Linked DNA regions of Ovis aries: region 1 is linked to region 2. A link is a contact called in public Hi-C data. All regions are on one chromosome and are shown on one strand. Each heading gives the region's core, a stretch centred on a gene start, on an enhancer-like site or on the middle of the called end of the contact. The rest is flanking DNA. Distances are from core to core; before and after follow the strand shown. Region 1 overlaps RNF150 (ring finger protein 150). Region 2 holds the start of RNF150 (ring finger protein 150).

Region 1 (5,765 bases), core at 1,599-4,098, 220 kb before region 2:
ATCTGTAAGTGAACAGCATATAGGTATTCAAATTCAGGTTAGCAGGGAAACTCGTCAAATAAACCAACTGCTAAATAGTTAGGGACTAGTAAATACACCAACTCCATGGGATTTTCTATTCATTAACAATCATCCTAGTCATACCAGGATAATAGTGACGGGAGACCGTGCTTGCTGGGATAAAAAAGGCCTGTGTTATGTGGTGCCTTATAAGAGTGCTTAGTGATGTGTTCGGTCATTCTGCAAAGACACCCCTAAACCTTACTGGAGAGAAAGGAGGATGAAGCACTTGAATGTAGATAAAGGGATGAAAATGCTCTGACAATAAAGGACTCCCCCACCCACCCTTTTCAGTTCAGTCTTTTATTTCTCGTGGCAAAATATAATGGGGAAAGATACCATTGTGATGGGAGTTTCACAATCCATGAGCCTCGCTCTCATTCTTTAGCTCGTTTTAGAGAAACCTTTTACAAAAATGAAAATGTCCCCAGCCCTAAGCTTCCCACTTGTTTTTATTTGCCTTAGCGCACAAGCAGGCACAAGATTACTCAGTTAAAAACAATAGAAGACAGACCAAAATCAAACACAAAGCCCTGTATTTGGACAGTCTAGTGGATCAGGATTATAGCCAAGTCTTTGGTGAATGGACATTCCTCAAAGGAGAATCAGGGTGAATTTCATAAACACCCCTCTGTGACTGGCAGCCTTCCCACTCTGAAGGCCTACAAAGCCACAAACACTTACTGAGCTCTAAGCACGTGTAAGGGATCCAGAGATGAAGGACAAACAGGCACCAATTATCAGAGAGGCTGACAGGCTCTTTTCAATTTTCTTTGATGGGGAAGAAATGGAGCAAAAGGAGTTTAAAAAAAATTATAAAACAACTTCTTTGAGCTGCATGAAAAGGGTTTCAGTTAGCTATAGGAAGTTTTTCCTAATTGAGAAGGCTGTGAGCCTGTCCATTTACACAGTGAGTTCTAAGAATGGACTGAAAACATCCTCTCTTTGGTATAATGTAAGCATGGTGCTACCATGCTTAAAGGTTTGGAGAACAGTATCCTAAATTGGTCCCTGATCCAGACTTCAGTACCATCCTCCAGGACAAAGCACCAGGGAGGCATGGGGGCAGCCATATGCCTCAGTGCTTCATGAGAGGCAGCCTGCATGCCTGCCTTCTTCTTCATAGAGGACGTTCTGTTCTCTGGGGCCAGCTTGAGTGGTGTCATGTTCCTGTTTGACTGGCCTTTAAGAATCCTTGACAAAATCCAAAGATGCTACTGACTTCTACTTTTTCGCAAGCGTGCTGAGTAAAATCCTATCCAGGCTGGACAAGAAACAATCTGTGGCCAGGATGCCCGATTACTAAAAGTTAAAATGTTATTCGTTTCTGGAAAGAAGCCCGAAGGCCACCTAATAATTCCCTTTTAAAAAACAATGATTAGCTGTATTCTTGAGGCATTTATGATTCTCAGATATTTACAAGGTCTGCAGAAGTTATACTTTCCCAGAAAAAGTCTGGAGTGGAATGCTATTTAGTATAAACTGTAAACACTGGCGGTGGTTTGGTTTCATTGTCCTGACCAAGAAGCCCTGGGGTTGAAACCTGGGAGCTTTGGAGATATCCTTAAGCAACAAGAAGTAGGTTAAAAACGATGTGACTGTCTACCTTTCACTGCAAACATGTTAAAGATTTTAGAACCCAAAGACACACATACACACATGTAAGTACACACATACATACATTTCCCTCCTCCCTGGTAAAAACCAGTTAGAGCCAGATATGTGAAACATGCAAACAGCGAGTTAAATTTTCTAAGTCATTAGTTCTGATAGAGACGCTGGGTTTTTTGCTCAGAGTTCATGTTCACTGTCATTGATTCTCACCTTGAATTTATTATGCATTGACAATACTGCTCTGAAAATTTAATGCATTGCCTTTTAAAATCTAGCTCAAAGCTACAGTCACACAAGTTGATTTGTGTTTGGTGTACTGACTGTAAGAAAAAATAATCAGCACACAGCTGGCAGAGGCAGCTGGTACAGGGCAGAAAATTCAGCCAGTCCGTGACCTCATGATGATTCAGGTGTGCCCTGTGCAACAGTCACTCTGATCTTCCTGGGATAATTAGCCTTTGGCATTAAATAAGGCCTTTGATTTCTGAGCTGATCCTTTCTTCTTCAGTGACATCTTGGGACTTTAAAAATTCTATTTCTTCTCTGCCATGAGTCGTGAGGAGTGACAAGAGGGAGGCTTCAGCAAAGCGGAGGGGGCGAGGGGGAAGAGGGTCTCTGTATGCTGCCGGTCCAGCTTCTCTTAGGCGGCACCTACGCTGTTCTCACATGTCTCCGCAGCCCTTGGGTCTGGAGGCCTGGTTTGCTTCCCACCCTCATGACAGCAGCTGGTGTCTCCCCAACCACCAGCCCATGGCCTTCACTCGATACGATCCCGGGAAAGTCCTTCCCTGGAGCATCAAGCCAGCCTGCTGGGCGATGTTGCGTGTACTGGGTGAGAGACTAAGTTTGCTAAAACCTGTAACCGAGGGTGCCAGCTTGATGGGAGTGCAGGAATTTAGGGCTTCTGGCTCTGGTTTCCTGCTCTCTCAAGCTCTCGCAGAGATGTGAGTTTAGCAGAGGCCACCAAGCCAGATGCCCAGAGGCTGACCTCTCTGCCCCTTGTCCGGAAGAGCGTGTCTCCTCCGGAAGCTGGGCGATGGTGGGGAAAGCGTGGCAGCTGGGTCTGCCTGGCGACGGTGCAGGTAAATGACAAGAAGAGTGTCATCAGTGTAGCCCTGGCCTCTGCTGGTGGCTGACCTGCTATCACCCACTGCAGCCCGGAGGAGGAGCCTGTGAGCTGCTCAGGCAACATCTCGACTCACAGACAAAACAACAAACACGGTGGGAGGGTCACGATGTTCTCAGATGGAGACAAAGGGAGAGGAGACATGTGTCCAGATGTGGGAAAGGGCTCCCAGGGCCTCATCACGTGACGCCACTGCTCTGGGGTCGAGGGAACACAGACAACCCAGGGAGTTTTCTCCCTGCTGAGTGGGAAATGTGGAGAGACAGACACGACGAGGCTGTAGGCTGTACTGTGCTTACCGGGATCCCTAGGGCTTTAAGAATGTTCATCTTGCACATGGGACAGGTGCGATGGTCTAGAAGCCAGGGGTCAACACAGGACTTGTGGAAAAGATGCCTGCAATGAGAACCATACATCTTAGCGTGGCGGTAACTGTGGAGAGCACCGCGTCCACTCCAGCCCGGAGACTTGTCCAAAGTCAGGCACCGCTCAGCGGCAGAGCCAAGACTCTGGGACCTCCATCTCCGAACACCCGGGCCGATAAAGCTTTCTGTTACATCCTGTGGTCATACAGTCAGCATCTGTCTGGCTCCCGGGAGGGTCGTCTACAAACTGCAGCCAAGACTTCCAAGTTTCAGAAAAGACAGAGAACGTAGAAACAGAGAGATGTTTCTGGACAGAAAGACCCTTGAATGGAAAGAAGGCAAATGGGAGAAACTTGCACAGACTCTTCTGGGCTAACTTGACAGAGGCCACTTTTAAATCAATCCCGAATGTCTTGTCCCGCCATCAGGAGAAAACCACAAAACAGAGCCTCATTTCTATTGATATTCGGGTGACTCACAAAGGGCAGAAGAGCTCTTGGAAGCAATTCACAGCACAGGTGAGATTTTAAGCTGTTATGACTGGTGGTTGTTAGGTCAGAAACCAGGTGAGTGGTACTGTAAGCTTTACTGTTCAGCCTCAAGTGCCCACCCTCAGGAGCCTTCCTCTGTGTGGCAGGATAAGGGGGTGGCTTTTCACAGGTATGGGGGTAGAGGCTCCTAACTTCCTCTCAACTTGGCTCACAGGAGCCCACTCAGAGATATCAGGGGCTGCTTGAGTCAGAAGCTTGTCTTCTCATGGAAGTCTCACGAGACTCCAGACCACAGGCAGAAGTAGTCAGAATTTCCTGTCTGGAGCAAGAAGAGAGAGAACCGTCCATGTTAAGTATGCGGGCATCCTTAGCACACGCCACCCATGCCTGACTCCTCAACCTTGCACCATTCCTGGAATCCTTCCACACGCTTCCCTCACTCTGGTGTTCTACTATTCTAACGATTCTAAGAGTTTGTGTTGGAAGGCTTTAGGCTCAAACGCTTACAAAGGACCTCTGAAATCAGAGAAGAAGCACCACTTCTGCAAGTGACGTGAAGAACCCATGTGCCAAGGCTGGGACTGGCAGTGGACAGGAAATGATCAAATTGGGGATTAGGAAACAGAGAGGAGCCTCCTGGATGCGCCCTGTGTTTTCAGGTGATTGTTGAGATGCCCTACAGATTCCCTGATTAGAAGAAAACACATTACATTCATTCATTCCTTTATCCATGCATCCATCTGACAAGTAATATCTGCTAAGAACTGTGTCCTTGCTGGGAAATCTGCATGATAGTGATTTGGTTCCTTTTCTTTGGGAATGTAACAGGAGAGGCAGACACTAGTAAGAGAGAAATAAGCTACTTCATGATGACAGTGCTATATGTCTCATTAGAAGAACATGGTGTTAGCAGGGGGTGGGGGGAGCTTGTAACTGGAGATGGGCCCTAGTTTGGATGCACAGAGAAAGTTTCCCTGATGACGTGCTGAAGCTCAGACCTGAAGATTTACACAGATATGGTCCATGTGAAGGGGATGGGGGAGGAAGAAGGGTCTTCTAGGCAAAATGACTGGCTTGTACAGATGCCCCGACCTGGGCACAGGAAGACCGCCTGTCTTAGTGCAGCAGTGGGATGAAGGGGCTGATGCTCGACAAAGCATCCTGTCCCCCCCACCCCTGGGTTTGATCCCTGGTTTGGGAAGATCCTGTGGAGAAGGGCATGGCTACCCACTCCAGTGTTCTGGCCTGGAGAATTTAATGGACAGAGGAGCCTGGCAGGCTACAGTCCATGGGGTTGCAAAGAGTCAGACAGGACTGGGTGACTAACACACTTAACACTTTCTGTAACCCCTCACCCCAAAGCAATGATCAACCTCCCTATGTGCAGGTTCTACATTCAGAAAACAAGTTCCTAATCTGAATGTGCTCACTCACTGGTGGTGTTCCTGGTAAAATGGCAAATACTCTGGTCTCTCTGACTGTCCCTGGGAGGGCAGGCTCTGTGGCGTTTCCTGCACATATGCTGCGGACAGAAAGGCAGCAGGGCCAGTTACCTGTTTTAAGTCCCCAAGTCTCTCTGCCTCGTCTGTAAGATGAAGATACCCCTATTCCTCCCCGAGTCTGCCAGGCACAGGAGCCAGTACTTACCACCCTAGGTGATTTCTTGCTCTGCCCTGGTCATTCTTCCATCTCCTCTGGGAGGGTCAGTTTTATGTGTTCGCTTGGTTCGGCTATAGTATCAGTTATTCAGTCAAACACTGAGGGTATTCTGCAGAAGGGATTCATACCTACAATCTGACTTTATATACAGTAAGTCCCCTACATACGCGCCTTCCAGCTGTGAACTTTTTCAAAGATGAGGAAGTGCATTCCATCCATGTCAGGGGTGAGTGAAATCGCAGACTGCCCTCCATTTGTTAGTTGAGTACCTAAGCTAGCTTCGTTGGACTTACGAACAAATTGGACTTAACAAACGGGGTCTTGGAACAGAACTCGTTTGTATGTAGAGGACTGATTTACTGCAAAGGAGACTATTCTAAATAATCCAGGTGGGCCTGAGCAATCAGTTGAAGAGCCTTGCTGCTGCTGCTGCTGCTAAGTTGCTTCAGT
Region 2 (5,547 bases), core at 1,090-3,589:
CCAATGTGGCCAAAGCCTGCTACTCCATTTCAGAAGCATAACTGTTTAATTTCTTTAAAAGTCAGATTTTAATAATGTCTTTGATCCGGTGACTCCAGTAAGAAAATGAATCTGCCACTTCCACTCCCTGCTACTCCCTCCCCGATGCCACAGCCTCAAACCCAGCTTCTGGCAAAGAGGGGGCAAGGTTCTAGAGGCACACAGAAACAAGAAGTAACCCAGAACTCAAGGGGGCGAACCTGCTAAAATGAGCTGCTTTTGCTAACAAACCTGGAGAGGACTTTGCTGTTCCTACCAAGGAAGCACTGTTATGTCAGGCACACGGAGAAACAGTGCGTCTTAGGGCAGTCATGGATTTCCAGTCTGGGCACCCTGCAATCTTTACGAAAACCTTATTATTTCTACCGTGAAATCTCTTCGCCCTAAAGGAAACCTTCAGCATACTTAACCTCCCAGGCGGGTGGCAAGGATTGCAATACTAGAAAAGCAGGCATAACTTTATGGCCACTATGCTCTTGTTGGCTTGTGAAGGATTCTTGATCATTTACCATCGTGCCTGCCTGTCAGCCTGTCCGGATGACAGCTTGGCAGAGCACAGGATTTTCAGTATTATTTATGACGTGCGTCAACCCAGCGGGTGGCGCGGGGTGGGGGTGGGGGTGGGTGGACTCTTAATCTCCCACGAAGAGCTGAAACCCTGAAACCCGACTTGAGCAAGTTGGCGGTGGCGAGCGCCAGCATCAGTAATCCTACCTCGCTCCTGATACAGAAACGCCGGCATCAGGAGTATACCTGATGCACACATAGAAGATCAGATCTCCGGGTCCCAAACAGATGCGAGGCCACTCACTAGACCAGAGCAACATCCGAGCCCTGCCCACCCCTCCTCCCCCCTCACACCCCACCTTCCAGATCCTCCCCGGAAAAGTTAGGCCCCCTCGGCCAACCCCTGTCCGAGTGGCTCTGTGTTAAGTGGAACGCACTCCCTGGTCCCCCACAATGGAGTGAGTCCTCTCTTCTTTGCAAATCCCACGAAGTGACGCAGAGCGAAACTTAGTAGGTCTAGGCAACAGAGACGCGTCTTTAGCAAAGCACAGACTTCCCAGAAAGGAGCGAGGAGGCAGGCGCTGGATCCGTCTCGGCGCCTCCACCCGCCCTGGGCTCCCCGCCCCCGCCCCGAGCCCGCCCGGAGCCCGCTTACCTGCGTGGGGCATGGTGATGGTCTCGTTGGTGTTGGAGCCCACGTTGAAGATGACCACGGCGGAGGCGTTCTGCAGGAACGCATTCCGGATCTTATCCCTGTAGGTGCAGTTGCCCTTGGGGATGAGGGCTATCCAGTTCTTGCCGTGGGCCGGGGCGGCGAACTTGGTGTTGGGGTCGCAGGCCAGACGGTCGTGGGCCGAGCTGGCCATGACCACCTCCCCGCGGGCGTCCTGCTTGGGCGAGTGCTCCCCGTAGCGCCCGCACTCGCTCTTCTCGGTGTGCAGCTCGGTGGCGGTGGTGCCGCCGCCCGGCGCCCCGGCCCCGGAGTCCGGCGCGGGCTCGGCGTAGGTGATGTTCACGAAGGCTGTGTACCATTCCTCCTTCTCGGCCACGGTGAAGTCCAGGCAGACCAGATGCACGAAACAAAAGGAAAGCAGCCATGTTGAGAGAGCCAGGCTGCGGCACGCTTGGATGAGAGACATTGCCATCTTTATCCGCCGGGGCCCCCTCCCCGCCCCCCGCGCGCTCCCCCGCGCGCCGTCCCTCCTCCCCAGCCCCGGCCAACCCCGGGCCGGCCGCTCGTCGTTGTCCTCCTCCTCCTGCTCCTGCTCACTCCCGGGCCCGGGGGGCCGCGGCCGGGACGCGCAGCCGCCGCGGAGACAGGATTCGGAGCGAGCGGATGGCGCCGGCCCCTTCCCCTTTCAGCCGGAGCGTGGCGGTTGCATCTCGCTTCGCGGGCGCCGGAGGGGCGCGGGCGGAGGGGGCGCTCAGGGTTTGCGGCGGAGTCCGGCTGCCAAGCGTCCTGCTCCTTCGCCCCGCTTCTCCTTCTGGCATAGGGGTGGCAGGGGGCCCGGCAGTGTGCGGGGTGGTGCCCCGGCGCCCTGCAGCCCAGGCGGGGACGGGCGCGGCTGCTCGGAGCCCGGGGTGCCGGCGAGGTGTCCCGGTCGCCGTCGCCGAGCGCTGGGGCGAGCGGGTCCGGCAGCGGGCGCGGCGGCCGCCACTGCTGTGCGCCGGGTCCCTCGGGCTGTCGGCACTCGGCTCCTCGCTGGCTGCGCCCAGCACACACTTGCGGCGGGAGGGGCCGGCTCGGGGGTACCGGGAGCAAGCCGGCAGAGAGAAGACTACGCGGTCAGTGTGTGTGTGCGTGTGCGTGTGTCTGTGTATGTTTGTGTGTGTGTCTACTGTGTGCGTGCAAGGAGGAGCTTAGTGTGATGTCAAAGAGTCTAGGCTTCTCTTGCCACGCTTCCCCGGCTCTCTCTTTATGGGCAGCAGCGACCCCTGCCGGGTCTCAAATTCCACCTAGTCTGCTACTTGGTCCAGGTGGAGGCGAAGGGAGGAAGCGACCCCTAGACCAGGAGGACAGGAACAACTTCCTGCATCTTAAATGTAGAGACGTGTGCGTGTGTGTGTGTGTGTGTGTGTGATAAACTTTTCAGTTTGCAGAAGGAACTGCAGCGAACTCCCTAATTACCCATCCTAGGGCCAACGGGTAACTTTAGTTGGTAGCCAGGTCCTTCCAACACCATGCCTCGAATGTCTAGGGCGGCGATAAACAAATTTGAACGTACAGCCGTGTCACACCGAGGCGGAGGCGGAGGCGGAGGCGGAGTAGCGGGTATTTAGAATTCAGATTGATGGGCCCTGCTGCAGTTTCTCATTCGGTACATCTGGGGTGAGTTCCATATTATGTTTTTCTAACAAGTTGCCAGGTCGTGTTGATGCTGCTGGTCTAGGGACCACCCCATCAGCATGCGTCTACACGTGGGCTTCTTTCTCACTGTCTTACTATCTTTCTGTCTTTCTTACTGTCTTACTATCGCAAACGCGATATATGTTTTCCTATAGAATGAGTGTTCTCTAACTCCGTAAGAAAATTAATTGGGTGAGCTATTTCTTTACTGTTCCCCCCCCCTCCAGTTGTCATGACAGGTAACAGAATACTTACAGCATCAGTAGGCAAGATACGTTGGTTTGGGGGGATTGTTTCTAGAGTATTGCCCAGCTGTGCATAGAGATCACGACTAGTTAGCAGAGAGTAAGCCACTCTGGAGTTGTGTTCTTAAAACTTCGATACAGCACAATTCCTTACCAAGTAAATGTTTGAGTGGTTAGCTTTTCACACCCACAGTTTCCCTGGCTTCAGATACCTGTCAAGTCTCAAAAATAATTTGTGTGATGGTTCTTAATCACCCACATTGAACTTCCCAGCTGGCACTCTTTCTGAGAACTCAGGATCCAATTAATGATGAAAACAAAAGTCCACCTTTTTCTCCCTCCCATCCCAGATATTAGCATGTTTGCAAGATCTGTTAATGGCTACCCATCAGCAGGGGCTGTTCTTTTTCCAGCAGCAGTAGAACAGCTGGTGGCTGTTAGGGGAGACCAGAGAATCCCAGCTATACCCAAATTAGAAGCAGGCCCAAGAAGAACTACTTAGAAGAATGTGTCTCTGTGGTATTGGATGTGCTGGGTTTGTGTGTTTCCCTAACTTATTTGTCTCAGAAAATAGGCTTCTAGGCAATTGGGACAGTGCTTTTTATAGCGCTTAATGCCAAAATGGCAAAAGTGAAGACTGCCTGGCAGCTGGTTCCTGAACCACCAGAGATCTGAGTCCATTGCTCAAAAATCCCAGTGAGGTTTTTGTATAGAGGCCTCACAAACCAGAGTGGTTCCCCATATTTCTCTGACTCTTAGCATTTTTTCTCCAACCACAAAACTTGGTGAATCTGTATCATTAAGAGTGCATGACTGCCCCATTCTTCTCTCCCTTAGAGGATAAGTCAGAGGCTGAGGAGATGGCAGGATGAAGGAGGTAGCTTCCTGGCTGGGAGACTGATTCATTATAGGGCTACTGGGCAAATATGTAAAATATTAAATATAATGGGAGCCAGGTTTCTTAGTACTGAACAAAGAATTTATGAATATGGAATGAAAGAAAGCTATAAATGTTACCCAGCTCGGGTTTGACTGCTTACCCCTGGAAAGCCAATAGCTGAGAGACAAGTTGGTTGAAAAGGAAAGGTTGGTTTATTCAAGAGGCCAGCAACCTGGGAAGAAGGTGGCTGCTGCTGCTGCTAAGTCGCTTCAGTCGTGTCCGACTCTGTGCGACCCCATAGACGGCTGCCCACCAGGCTCCCCCATCTCTGGGATTCTCCAGGCAAGAACACTGGAGAGGGTTGCCATTTCCTTCTCCAATGCAGGAAAGTGAAAAGTGAAAGCGAAATCACACAGTTGTGTCTGACTCTTAGCAACCCCATGGACTGCAGCTTACCAGGCTCCTCTGTCCATGGGATTTTCCAGGCAAGAGTATTGGAGTGGGTTGCCATTGCCTTCTCTGGGGAAGAAGGTGAACTCGTGTCCAAACACCAACTTCAAAGAGTCTTTTGGACCCTGAATGGTTTTAAAGGGAGAATCATTGGGGGAAGGGGTCAGAGTCTTCATTTATCTTCCCCTGTGTGCAGTCTTCCTTCTGATTGGTTGGTGGTGAAGTAACACAGTGGAGCGCCAGGAATATTGTGCTTATCCTGAAGTTGCCATCATCCCCCTGGATAGGGAGGGACCTTAGTTCCTGCAGAAGAACTCAAAGATATTGTTATATATAATCCTTGAAGAAGAGCCAGGACCCTGCCCTGACTACTACTTCTTTGTTTCTGCATGTCCTCCCTTCCCTGATAAAGAACTGTTTGCATCTGCCCTTTGAGACTCAGGGAAGATCATGGAGGTTGAATGAAACCTATTTATTAAATAAGAAATGGGATCACAGAAAGGGTTTGTACCCAGGTGGGCCTCACAGGATCCTGCTCAGCTTCATAAAGAACCCTAAGGTGTTGCACTGAATTCTAAATGACTGGGAAATCGTCACACACACGCATAGACACCATAGCTATTTTCATTCAGAGGCTAGAAGTAATGGACACATCAGGTGCCCAGAAGGTCTTGGTTTCTGAGTTCCATCCTCCCTTAAGTGAAACCAGGGCTGATTCCTCTGCTTGGGCTGGGAAGGTACAAAGTGAGCTAGGAGCCTATTACAGGAGGCGCTCAAAGCATGATGGAAACATGCTGAAAGGACATGCATAAGCTTCCGCTGGCCAAATCTGGGGCAATCTGGGTACCAAAATAAATAATGATAGTAACTGATTGCAACCTGTTGGGTAAAATAGAAATCCATTAATCTACGCTAATATAAATGAATGAATAAATAATCATATAATAAGTGGAATAAATAAATAAGTGGGAAATAAAGGAAATGTCTTCCTTATGAAGAATTTCAACTAAGTAAGGTTGATAGGGGACTTCCCTGATGGCCCAGTGGTTAAAACTCTGTGCTTCCAATGAATGGGACAT

What was found. Hi-C and Micro-C count contacts between places; a contact is called where the count stands out from the background.
Region 1: a contact with region 2 is called in a Hi-C map of hypothalamus, with 5 times the contacts expected there. The contact joins the enhancer-like site here to the promoter of RNF150 in region 2. A contact is called at or near these places in 5 of 16 Hi-C or Micro-C datasets (hypothalamus, muscle, omental adipose tissue and 1 more).

What each region holds. Positions count from the first base shown.
Region 1 is chr17:16,947,669-16,953,433 of ARS-UI_Ramb_v3.0, reverse strand. It overlaps RNF150 (ring finger protein 150), which reads right to left. Exons shown (of 7, transcript XM_060400648.1): 5 at 3,100-3,196. Among named protein-coding and RNA genes, the nearest start is that of TBC1D9, 150 kb to the left of the region's middle. Within about 2 kb of position 2,848, at least 5 of the 54 cell types and tissues checked have an H3K27ac peak or open chromatin away from gene starts, as enhancers often do. A contact at or near this core is called in hypothalamus, where this site is marked.
Region 2 is chr17:16,727,613-16,733,159 of ARS-UI_Ramb_v3.0, reverse strand. It overlaps RNF150 (ring finger protein 150), which reads right to left and starts at 2,339. Exons shown (of 7, transcript XM_060400648.1): 1 at 1,202-2,339. The coding sequence starts at 1,691. It also overlaps the pseudogene LOC132658068.